Linked DNA regions of Gossypium hirsutum: region 1 is linked to region 2. Evidence: chromatin contacts called from public Hi-C data. All regions are on one chromosome and are shown on one strand. The core of a region is the stretch at or near the end of the contact, and the rest is flanking DNA. Distances in the headings are between cores, read along the strand shown. Region 1 has its middle 37 kb from the start of LOC107947587. Region 2 has its middle 15 kb from the start of LOC107946298.

Region 1 (5,064 bases), core at 2,282-4,781, 120 kb before region 2:
TACTATATCTTAAATCTATTTGTAAAATCTAAAAACTTTTTTTCTTAAATTTTGTAGTACAAATAATTATGAGGAACAATTTGTTATGTGTACACATTGGTTTGGACAGGTGTAACGTGGCAAGTATGTGGTGTGTGTGTTGTGGGCTTGGCTTTTTGTTATCTCATCTCTCTTCTCCAACGTAGTCTTTGGGTTTCCATGACAAGATGGTGTGAAGGTAATTGCTGGCTCTCTGTGCTTTTGCCTCCTATATTTATCAAAAGTATGTTGATGATAGAAAGGCAAGGAGGTGACAGACCCATTTTCAGGAAGGCTCTTCATCTTCATGCCAATGTAAAAACCCCGACGGTCATGGATGCTCTTTATATAATTTTAATAATCGGTGGTGACTTCCTTAATTCTCTACCCGCATCACCTTTTTTTTTTTTTTTACTTCTATAAAAAATACAACCTTCATTCAAATTTTAATTTATTTTTAAATTCTTTATTAATAAATAATAGTTATAATAAAAATAAAATAACTCAATTCATAACCACTTTTTTTATAGAATAGAAAAATAAAAGTACCAAATATTGAGTTAATCTAATAGTTAAGTTTTTAACCATTGTTTTCATTGATTTAATTTTTCTATTCCAACTTAAGTAAAAATTATTCGATTCAAAAAATAAATTTTGAAAAAGAGCGAGACTCACTAGTTGAAATTTTATTTCAATTTAAGTTGTTCATGCATCAAGTCGGATTAAATTCTGGTCAAGTTTATGCACATTATTAATTGACAAAGTCCAACCTATACCTAAATATGAACTTCAAATTTTATTGAAACTTGTTCATATTTGTAAATAGTTAATCTACACTCATTTAGGCTCATTCATATTTTTTTATTTTTAAAGTATTACTTATTATATTTTTAATATTTATATTCTAGTATAATATATTTAATTCTTTATTTGCTATAAATTATATATATAAACTAAATGAAAAGTAACATAGTACAAACTTGAAAGCTAGTCAGACCATGTCGGACTTGTTTGAAGCGGTGACAATTTGATCATAGAAGGGAAAAATGTATGACCTTTTTATATAAGAGAGGTTCTTTTTTGGGTACAAATTTTGAAAATATAGGGCACTGTGTCCATGGAAATCAGACCTGTGTCAGTTTTGATTTTGCAATGTATAAGTCGAAGGCTAGAAGTCTTCCAGCTTCAAAATTCAAGCACAACTTCGACTTAGTTAATATTCTACATAGTTTGAGATAGGCCCATGGCGAGCTTTGGAAAAGAAGACATTATAGAAATATGAGTCAAGGTAGAGATTTGTGGAGTATGTCTTGCATTTCAGTCAAATTTAGGTACAAATAGAGAACAACGTCGTGATGAGAAGCCATGTGACATCATAACGACGAAAACAGAGGAGAAGTAGAAACGATGTCGCGACAATACGACAGGGGACATCGCGACGTGGAAACGTGGCATGCAATTTTCTCGATTTTCTTCTTCCAATTAAATTATGATTATTTGTCTTAGTCGAACTCTGATTAGTGCAGATTATTTTAATATTATTTGACCTACGAATTTAGTCTATAAATAGATACTTTTCTACCCTAGAAAGATTTAACCCATTACACATTTAGGTATTAGCTTTTAAGGAATTTTGTGTTTAAGTTTGGAGGGTTCTTATTTTCGGGTTTAGTTTTTATCTCCACCTTTCTACTCTTCGTTTTTGCCATTATAGTGAATTTATCTTTACTTGTGGTTTTTTATCCTCTTCGGAGGGATTTTTTCACGTAAAATATTTGTATTCAATCTTTTCAATTTCTTTGTTATTTTACTTGTTCGTTACTTAATCGGGTTTATCCCCAACAGTAAGGCTTACACGTTTTAATTGAAATTAATTATTTAATGGTGAAATTTACTCGTAATTTGATTGTAGTTACGCCGACAACAAATGTGACATTGTGTAACTCAAACCTGACGATCGAGTCGGATATCGATTTGTCACATTAATGGTGCTTGTTGACACTAAATAAATAAATTAAATTAAATTATTTTAAAATTAATAAAAAAATAAATTTAAAAAATTTCATAAAAGATATTTTTCAATAAAAATTCGATTCAAAGCAATGAAATTTTAAGATAAATATGTATATATTAAAATCGAATGGTATTGTTATTCCCGTCTTAGAATTTTAGAGGGGAGCCATGGAGGTGGCTCATCGTTTTTAGGCCTTGAATATATCAATGTAAGATGAAGGAATCGAGTAAAGGCCCATTGGACCCATCAGTGATTTTTCTAGGTTTAGCAATGGATGAAGTTTCTTTTGGAAGCTGCACTTGTTCAAGTTCTGGTCCTTTTCTTATTCCCCTTTCTTCAATTTTCTGTCTCTCCTTGATTTGGTGGTTTTAGACTTTTGATATAATGGTCATAAACATGTTTCATTGAAGAACATTATGGGTTTGTTTCCAGTTCTAGTGAAAATGTTGTATTGAAATTAATGTTCTGGAAATGTTGTCACTGGTTTAAAGTGATAAATGTAATATATTGATACAGAATCCAAGTTTATGTACTATACAACACAATACTCTTACTACTAAATCTAATGTATTAAGGATTAATATATGATACGCTATTAGTAAATAAGTCTCATGCACCGTTACTTAATAATTATAAGATAACACATCATTAATGGTGTAAAATAAAAAATATTGAAAGGCTTAACATTAACTTTATTTAAACATAATTAAATATAATTTATACTTCTTCTTTTTTTACTTTAAGTTTTAGATTTTGGATTTTGAATTTTCATTTTTGATTTTGGGTGCTTTTGTATTTATTTATGTTTAACAATTATAATTAATATTTATTTTTAACCAAATAAATTTATATTTGTTTTTAAAACCCTCACTATTTTTTGTTGTATACTAGTGATGGTATGATGGTTAAGAGTGTTCACCGCCTCAAGTGTAGTATGAATTTGAGTTGCGGTTGTCAAATGTTTTTTGATGTTTTTGAATAAAGCTAATATGATACACATATATCTAATATTTATAGAAATTTCACCTCAATCAAACGAGATATTTTTCAATAACATCTTTCAATGGATTATGTACTAAATATTTCACACTACATAAAATATTGAAAAAAAATAGTCGTATATTACAAGTCAAAAGATGCAAAACAAGTCTCAGTTGCTAAGATCAGCGACTTGTTGCACTAACAATAAGTATTAAGTTGTGGTAATTGAATTTAGCATGTGTGTAAAGATTCAAATGTAATTTTCTTTAAGTTACTTTTATCACAAAACAACAAGTGAGAAGAATTTCTAAATAAAATCTGACATTATTTTGCTTATTATTCAATTTGTTCTTGTGTGAGAACGTAGTTTCCTTTACGCAGGAGGAAAGTTGCATGGCAGTGGTGGATGGATGCTTCCTGGTGCGTGCATGAAAGCATGGGACATACATAACACAACCTTTTTCTAACTATTGTCATCATTGTTCCAAACCTTGTCTTGGTTTGACATTTAAGTACATCAATGGCTTTATTTGAGCTTTCCAAGAAGCTTCCTTTCCCTTTATTTCCCACGGTTTCTGAGTATATGATATATATTTGTCATTGTCACGTAAAAGCTCACTGTTTTAAGGGTTCTCCTATGATGGGGCCTCTTCTTTCGGCCTTGGGACTAGGTAAATCGTTTGGTAGGGTTTTGAAATTAATTAAGCAATTTAAATTGAAATTAACACTAAAAAGGCAAATCTAAGAGATGGAAAAGGATCTTCTTCCCCAAAGGAGTTCATTGGAATTAAAATGGATTTTGATTCCACCTCCATCTATTCGGTTAGCCCTTGAATTTGTACCTGAGGTTAGAGCTCAAGTTTGAATAACTAGAGCTATAAATATGAGATTTAATTACAAAATTCGAAGTGAATTCAGGTAAAGTTCTTCCAACAATGAGGACTCCAAAATTTAAATTAATTATTTAATTATAAATATATATGGGTGGAGAGCGGAATTATGCAACAAATATATTTATAAAAAATTAATATAAAAATAAATGTAGTTTTAATTGGAAAATTTATTTCTCTAACTTTTTAATATAAAAGATGTAAAAGGACAAAAACACCCTAAAATAGTTTATTTCACTTTGTAAAATAATGATATTTTAGTCATTACCTAATTGAATTTGTGTCACAAGTTGGTGCTCAATTGATTTGTGACATTAACTCGATTGATAACTTAATATATAATTCCATACACACTTAGGTCATATGTTATTTGAACTCTATAATTTTTTAAATTAGTCATATGTTGAACAGCAACATAAATTAGTATTTGTCTTAATCAGGCTAAACAAAATGCCATCAGAAGTTATAAGCGTTAAAAACAAGTAAGGATGTGGAAAGGACCACAAGACAAAGGAATAAAAATAAGAAGAAAAACAAAACATCTCCAATATTCATATTTTTTTGTATAGTTGCTCAATCAAATTATATGCCCAAACTTAATTCAGTTCATCCATGGATGGCATCTAATAAATATTCTGATTTGCGTCTCCACATTATTTTGCAATATCTTTCCTTATCCACAAACTGCAACCTCAACTGTTGTATTAAATCATGTCTTCGTCTTGCAAATTAGTTAGCGAAAGTTTTAAGATTAATAAATTGAAATTTTTAGTTATCATCCTTTTTTATTTATTTATTATATTTTTACCTTAATTTAGACACATGGCAATATGAGAAGCAATTTAGAAGGCATCTATGAATGGTCTTCTATTTTGTACCATTTGTAGTGATCACCCGGTTGGTCAATAACCTGCCACCCGCATACCTCTCATCATTTGCATACCTCATGCCACCCAAATGAGGGATATCCGTTTTCAGCCACTTGATACAGATTGTCCATAAGAACCACCAAAGGACCATTGGCACATAACTATTTATATAATTAATATTTTAATGATTCCACTGTTATATTTTACGATCTATTCATGTAGATCATGCATATCCAATTTAATATAAATTTAAAACTTCTAACTATTTGTTTTATGTAAAAAAAATTAATCG
Region 2 (5,253 bases), core at 1,970-4,469:
CTAATTTTTTAGCAATGCTAAGGAGTAATCTCTATTGGTGGCTGGCATTTTGCTCCGCTCAGAAACTTGCTATGTTTTGCGTTGACAAATTTTGGTAACAAAATTCTGAAATTTTGATTTTTGTTGATACTTTGGACAACTACAAGCTCATCTATGATATGCAAATCATTATAGTGACATATCTTGAAGATTGATTTGGATTGAATCAAGGAAATCAACTTCCCAAGTTTGAAGAGATTGGATCAGATTGGGTAAACTTGGAAGCATACCCTGATGATTCAAAACTTATCCTAGCCTCATTGGAGATATTCCACATATAGATTATCATGCTATTTATTTGGGAAGATTGATTGTAATTGATATAACATGTTAGAAAGGCTCGGTTATTTAAAAATTGAGGAAACTTGTATAGGTGATCTATTGATCTAAAAGCACTTATTTTTGTTCAAAGATGAACATTTTCTATGAGACGATTGAATGCAAAATCAAGTATGTTACTTGGTTATTATTTTAAGTTGAAAACTTAGTGGAGAGTTGTCTAGATTTTAAGTGCAAAAGTGAGGAGTCTAATCTAGTGAGCATTAGATGTTGTAATTAGTTGTTATACAAGTTGTTAAGATAGTAGATTATCTCTCTGAGAAAGCTCCATAAACGTAAGAAAATTAAACTGTGTAAACATATTGAGTATCTATATCACAAGCATCTAAATTAGATGGTACTACACATAAGTACCGGTTTTTCCAATTTACTTGCAAATAGTTTCCCGTAATATATACATATATAAGGGACTTGTTTAAGATCATTGGTATTAGGTTATATTGAGATAATTATATTCCATTTTTGCTCTTTTTTTTCTTAAGATTTGTATTGTGAAAGATAATTTAATGAATATAAGAGCCTTCGTAAATTTAATTTTTGACATACATTGTTGATGTAAAAGGGGACGAGGGTTATCTTTTTTATTTTTCGACTCATAAAACAAAATAAGTAAAAATAATATTCATTGACCCATTCAAACATTAATGATTATTATACTAATAAAGAGCAATTACGGTAACAAAAGTTCTACCTTTAAACTTCAAATTAAATTAATCCTATCTACAACAAATGAATAGAACTATAATTTAAACTTTTTAAGTATAAATCATTATCCCTATCAATAAACTAGCATTAATTCAGAGAATTATTTTAAAATGCCAAATTATTAAATCTTAAATCTCAAAGTATATCTATATTACTAATATTAAAATTAATTTTTTCCATTTTAAGTATGCAAACCCATTAATTTAGATAATGATGATTGAAATAATTAAATCATTATTTATAAGTAAAAAAACAATTATTATTTAGTTAACCATTTATAGTGCTTAGAATATTTGTATTATAATGTAATGTATAATGTATTATTAAAATTTAATAATATCCATAAAGTTTTTTTTTTGTTGCTATATTAACAAAATTAAACAACAATTTTAAAATATAAAATAATGTTTTAAATTTGATTTCAAATATTTTAATTAAATAAAATAAAATTCACCCACTAGTTTGTATTTATACTGTAAGCTTGTAATATTGAGTAGAGTATATCTATCCCTGGAGTGAATTAGTTTCACCAACCAATCGAAATAATTTAAACACACACCAAAATACTATGAATTAAAGTCTCATTTATTTATTGGCATAAGATTCATAAAGTATTACGATATATATTTAATAACTAATTTTCAAAGTCATTAAAAATAAATAATAAAATATTATAAAATATATGTAAGATGTTATACACTGCACTGCATCCCTGCTGTGTATCATCCATATAAAATAGTTGTTTTCACAGTTAGAGGGTGTAAGGGAGTGGAGAAGTTGAAAAACGGCGGAGCACATTTGAAACAGTGTTTAGAAGTTGGGATGGATAGCTTTGTGTGGTGTAGCCAGGCAGCAGTTAAAAAGGAACTGCAATTAATATGGAGATGGTGAAACTGGAATGAATACCCACAAGAATGAATGTACAATTTTTCATTAAAACAGGGAAACATGTGAATTGGGTTTCATGCATGTGAGCTGATGGCGACACCTGGGTTTCTAAGGACACATGGCGCCCACTCCTCCATTGCCCTTGCCTCGCCTCTCTTACTTTTTACTGTCTCTCTGCTCGGATTCAAGCATTTAAGAGAGAGAGACATGTTTTGACAAGCACTGGGAATATGACCTCTACCCACCACCCCCACTATTTCTTTTTTTATTTTAATTCCTTCTTCTGTGTAATGGAGTGTTTAAGTTTTATTAATTAAACAAATCTAATTAATCCATCACTGTTCTTATTCTGACAGTAGAGTTCCAGAAAATCCTGCTAATTCTCCTTAACTTGTATTACAAAAGTTAACTTATTTATTATTCCTACCTAATTTTTTTTAAACTAATTGATAAATTAAAAATTAAAGTATTAAAAGATAAGCAATAATTAAAATTTTAAATTATAAAATATATTATTTATAATTGATTACCAAATAGAATTTGAGTGTTTGATAAATAAAAATTTTAAATTATAAAAATTTGCATCCTTAATTTTTAAATATTTCACTTTATTCTAGATAAAATTAAATTTTAAACATCATTTTTTATGAAATAATAAAATGTAAAAACAAATAAATTAAAATTGAATTAATTAAAAGATTTTACTTATTTACATATCATGTTCCACACTTTTTTATAGAAAAAAATCTATCAAAATTATTTGTTATTTTGAATTATCAAAGGTATGTAAAAATAAATTATTGAAAAATACTAATTTTGAAGTGTTTTAATTTTTTTATTCTAAATCACTAACAAGAGATTTGTTTTTAATTTCAAGTTTATGGTTGACTTCATGTTCATGCTCAAGATCTAGTCTTTAGGCAACCTTTTTCTTTATATATAATAGAAAACCTATTAAACCAATCAACTGAAGTCAGTTTTCTGTCAAAAAAAAAACTGAAGTCAGTTTCAGTTCAATTAATTTTTAATGTATTTTTTAAAAATCAAAACGACCTTCCGTCAGAGTCTAAAAGCACAAAGGAAAGTAGAAACCAAACCTGAACAAATCAAATGATTCATGGTGTCACTTTTAAGCAGGAATTTTCTGTTCTTTTGGGGGGTAAATTTTAACCACTTAACCTACAAATAATGACAGCAAGTAAAAGAGACGGTTGGAGGTCACGGGCAGCCAAATTTTCTCCATCAATCATCATTTTCATCAAAGCCGTAAAAAGATTCTCTTAACATGAAAGAGAAAGAGAGAGAAAAAGGAGATGGGGATGGACGCAGCAACAAATATCTTTAAAACGGAATTTTAAGCGAAATTACATTCCAACTAACAATTTTTCCATGTTTTTCCCATTCCCAAACCCCCTCTTTTAGTATCATTGATTGATGGACTCACTCATTTTACCTCCTCCATGCAACCCATTTATAGATTCTGGACCATTGCTTACCTAAAACCATGTCTTTATATCTACCATTAATTTTCGAAGGTGGGCGTTACTTATCCAATATTAAAAATTAATCCAAAATTTGAGAGGATTTCTCTTTTATTTTAGTATTCAAAAACATGTGTACCTTCGAATCTCGACTTCTTAATCATTATTAAAGTATTTAACATTTCGTATCAACAGTACCTTAGAAATAACATTTTATCTTTTATTTACCTTAAAATATATCATGTGAACAAAGGAGACATGAATTACCTCGGTAGAGATAGGTAGTACGGTCCAATGGTGATGGCAATTGTTATTTGGTAGGGTAGGCCGTAGACGAGAAGTAATTGTAGGGCGCCCCACCCTGGAGTGGCCCCTGCATCTTTTCTCCGCCTCCAGCCCTCCACATGGGGGGGCTGCTCTCCATCCCTATCCCACAAATATTCCCTCCCTCGTGCCTTGTATTACAAACCTTATGCCTACCATATACTACATGCCAATTACAAGATTTAAAAAAAGCAGAATTTGCAATTTGAACTAAAAATAGTTTACGCATGAAATTTTATCACGTGGTATGTTTGAGTCAATCAATAGAGAAGTGTTCGTTCTTGTGAAAATATATTCCTGCCCTCAAACTTTTCCATCATTCAAACATCAGAACGCTAATTAACAGTTCATATCATCTGCATATCCAAATTCCCTAAACTCCGAGGCATCTTCATAGCTTACCAGAAATTTACCAATTTACTAATCTATATTACTCAGATGCTTTATTTTCTCTAAGGTACTCTTCATTCTTCTTAATATGCTCCGTATCTATCCAAGTTATTTATTTTTCCTAAAATACAAATGTTCAATAACTATATTTGACGCATTTGGACATGAGCACAAAATATAATCCTCTGAGCATGAAGAGGGAAATAATACTTTGAAAAGAAAAGAAAAAAAATACTTGAGCCTATCAAACACATACCCGTATCAAATAATCACCTCCAAAAATAACTTAGCTGCCAACTACCAAAATTTGTTCATACCGATGTAAATCCACCTCCACCAAGTAAAAGGGTTCTAAGATAATAATAATATTGGTACTCTTTACTATATCAAATGTAAGATCACAAATCAATTAGTTTCTCTTTAAGGAGAAGATGGAGCCATTCAGGAGGTGGGGTTTTGATACTTCTATCTGAAAGGCACCGAAAAGTCACCATCTCTCCTGCTAATAATTTTCTCATAAATATTCTTCTATGTTGGTGTTGGCTAATTAATACCCATGTAAGGCATGCCCTAAAAATTTTAAAGGTTGATTTTCCCCTCAAATGATCCTAAATCTAATAGATCAAGACAATTTTCTCTTCATCTACGAACTGATACAACAATGGGTCTTATGTGTACAAAGAATAAGCAAAAGTAAAGAAAACAAAAATCTATCACATACTAGTTTAGTTCTAGTTCATCAGTAGTGATGTCAGTATTTGTCCCATCGTTTTCTCAGATGTGTCACCTTCGTTCTCTATATCAATACCTGACTCTAGCACTGCAGCATCCAGAGTCAACTTCCTTTTTGCAATCTCATAAACATTCTCATCAACAGTACCTTTAGTAACCAGCCTGCAAATGATACGAAACTATGTTAATTTTGCATCTACAACTTCACAATGCATTGATGAGCCAAGAAGAAGAAATAAAAAATGGGAAAAGAAGGGTATTTCTGAGCACCTGTATATAGTAACTGGCCTAATTTGGCCAATTCGATGGCAACGATCTTCAGCCTGCCGGTCAATCTGTGGATTAAAATCCATGT

What was found. A called contact is a pair of places that touch in the nucleus more often than the background predicts.
Region 1: a Hi-C map of leaf shows a contact between it and region 2, with 2.1 times the contacts expected there. The contact joins two enhancer-like sites. A contact is called at or near these places in 2 of 34 Hi-C or Micro-C datasets (hypocotyl and leaf).

Annotation. Positions count from the first base shown.
Region 1 is chrD12:49,048,583-49,053,646 of Gossypium_hirsutum_v2.1, reverse strand. No RefSeq gene overlaps it. Among protein-coding and RNA genes, the nearest start is that of LOC107947587, 37 kb to the left of the region's middle. Within about 2 kb of position 3,531, at least 3 of the 9 cell types and tissues checked have an H3K27ac peak or open chromatin away from gene starts, as enhancers often do. A contact at or near this core is called in hypocotyl and leaf, where this site is marked.
Region 2 is chrD12:48,926,942-48,932,194 of Gossypium_hirsutum_v2.1, reverse strand. It overlaps the pseudogene LOC107946300. Among protein-coding and RNA genes, the nearest start is that of LOC107946298, 15 kb to the right of the region's middle. Within about 2 kb of position 3,219, at least 8 of the 9 cell types and tissues checked have an H3K27ac peak or open chromatin away from gene starts, as enhancers often do. A contact at or near this core is called in hypocotyl and leaf, where this site is marked.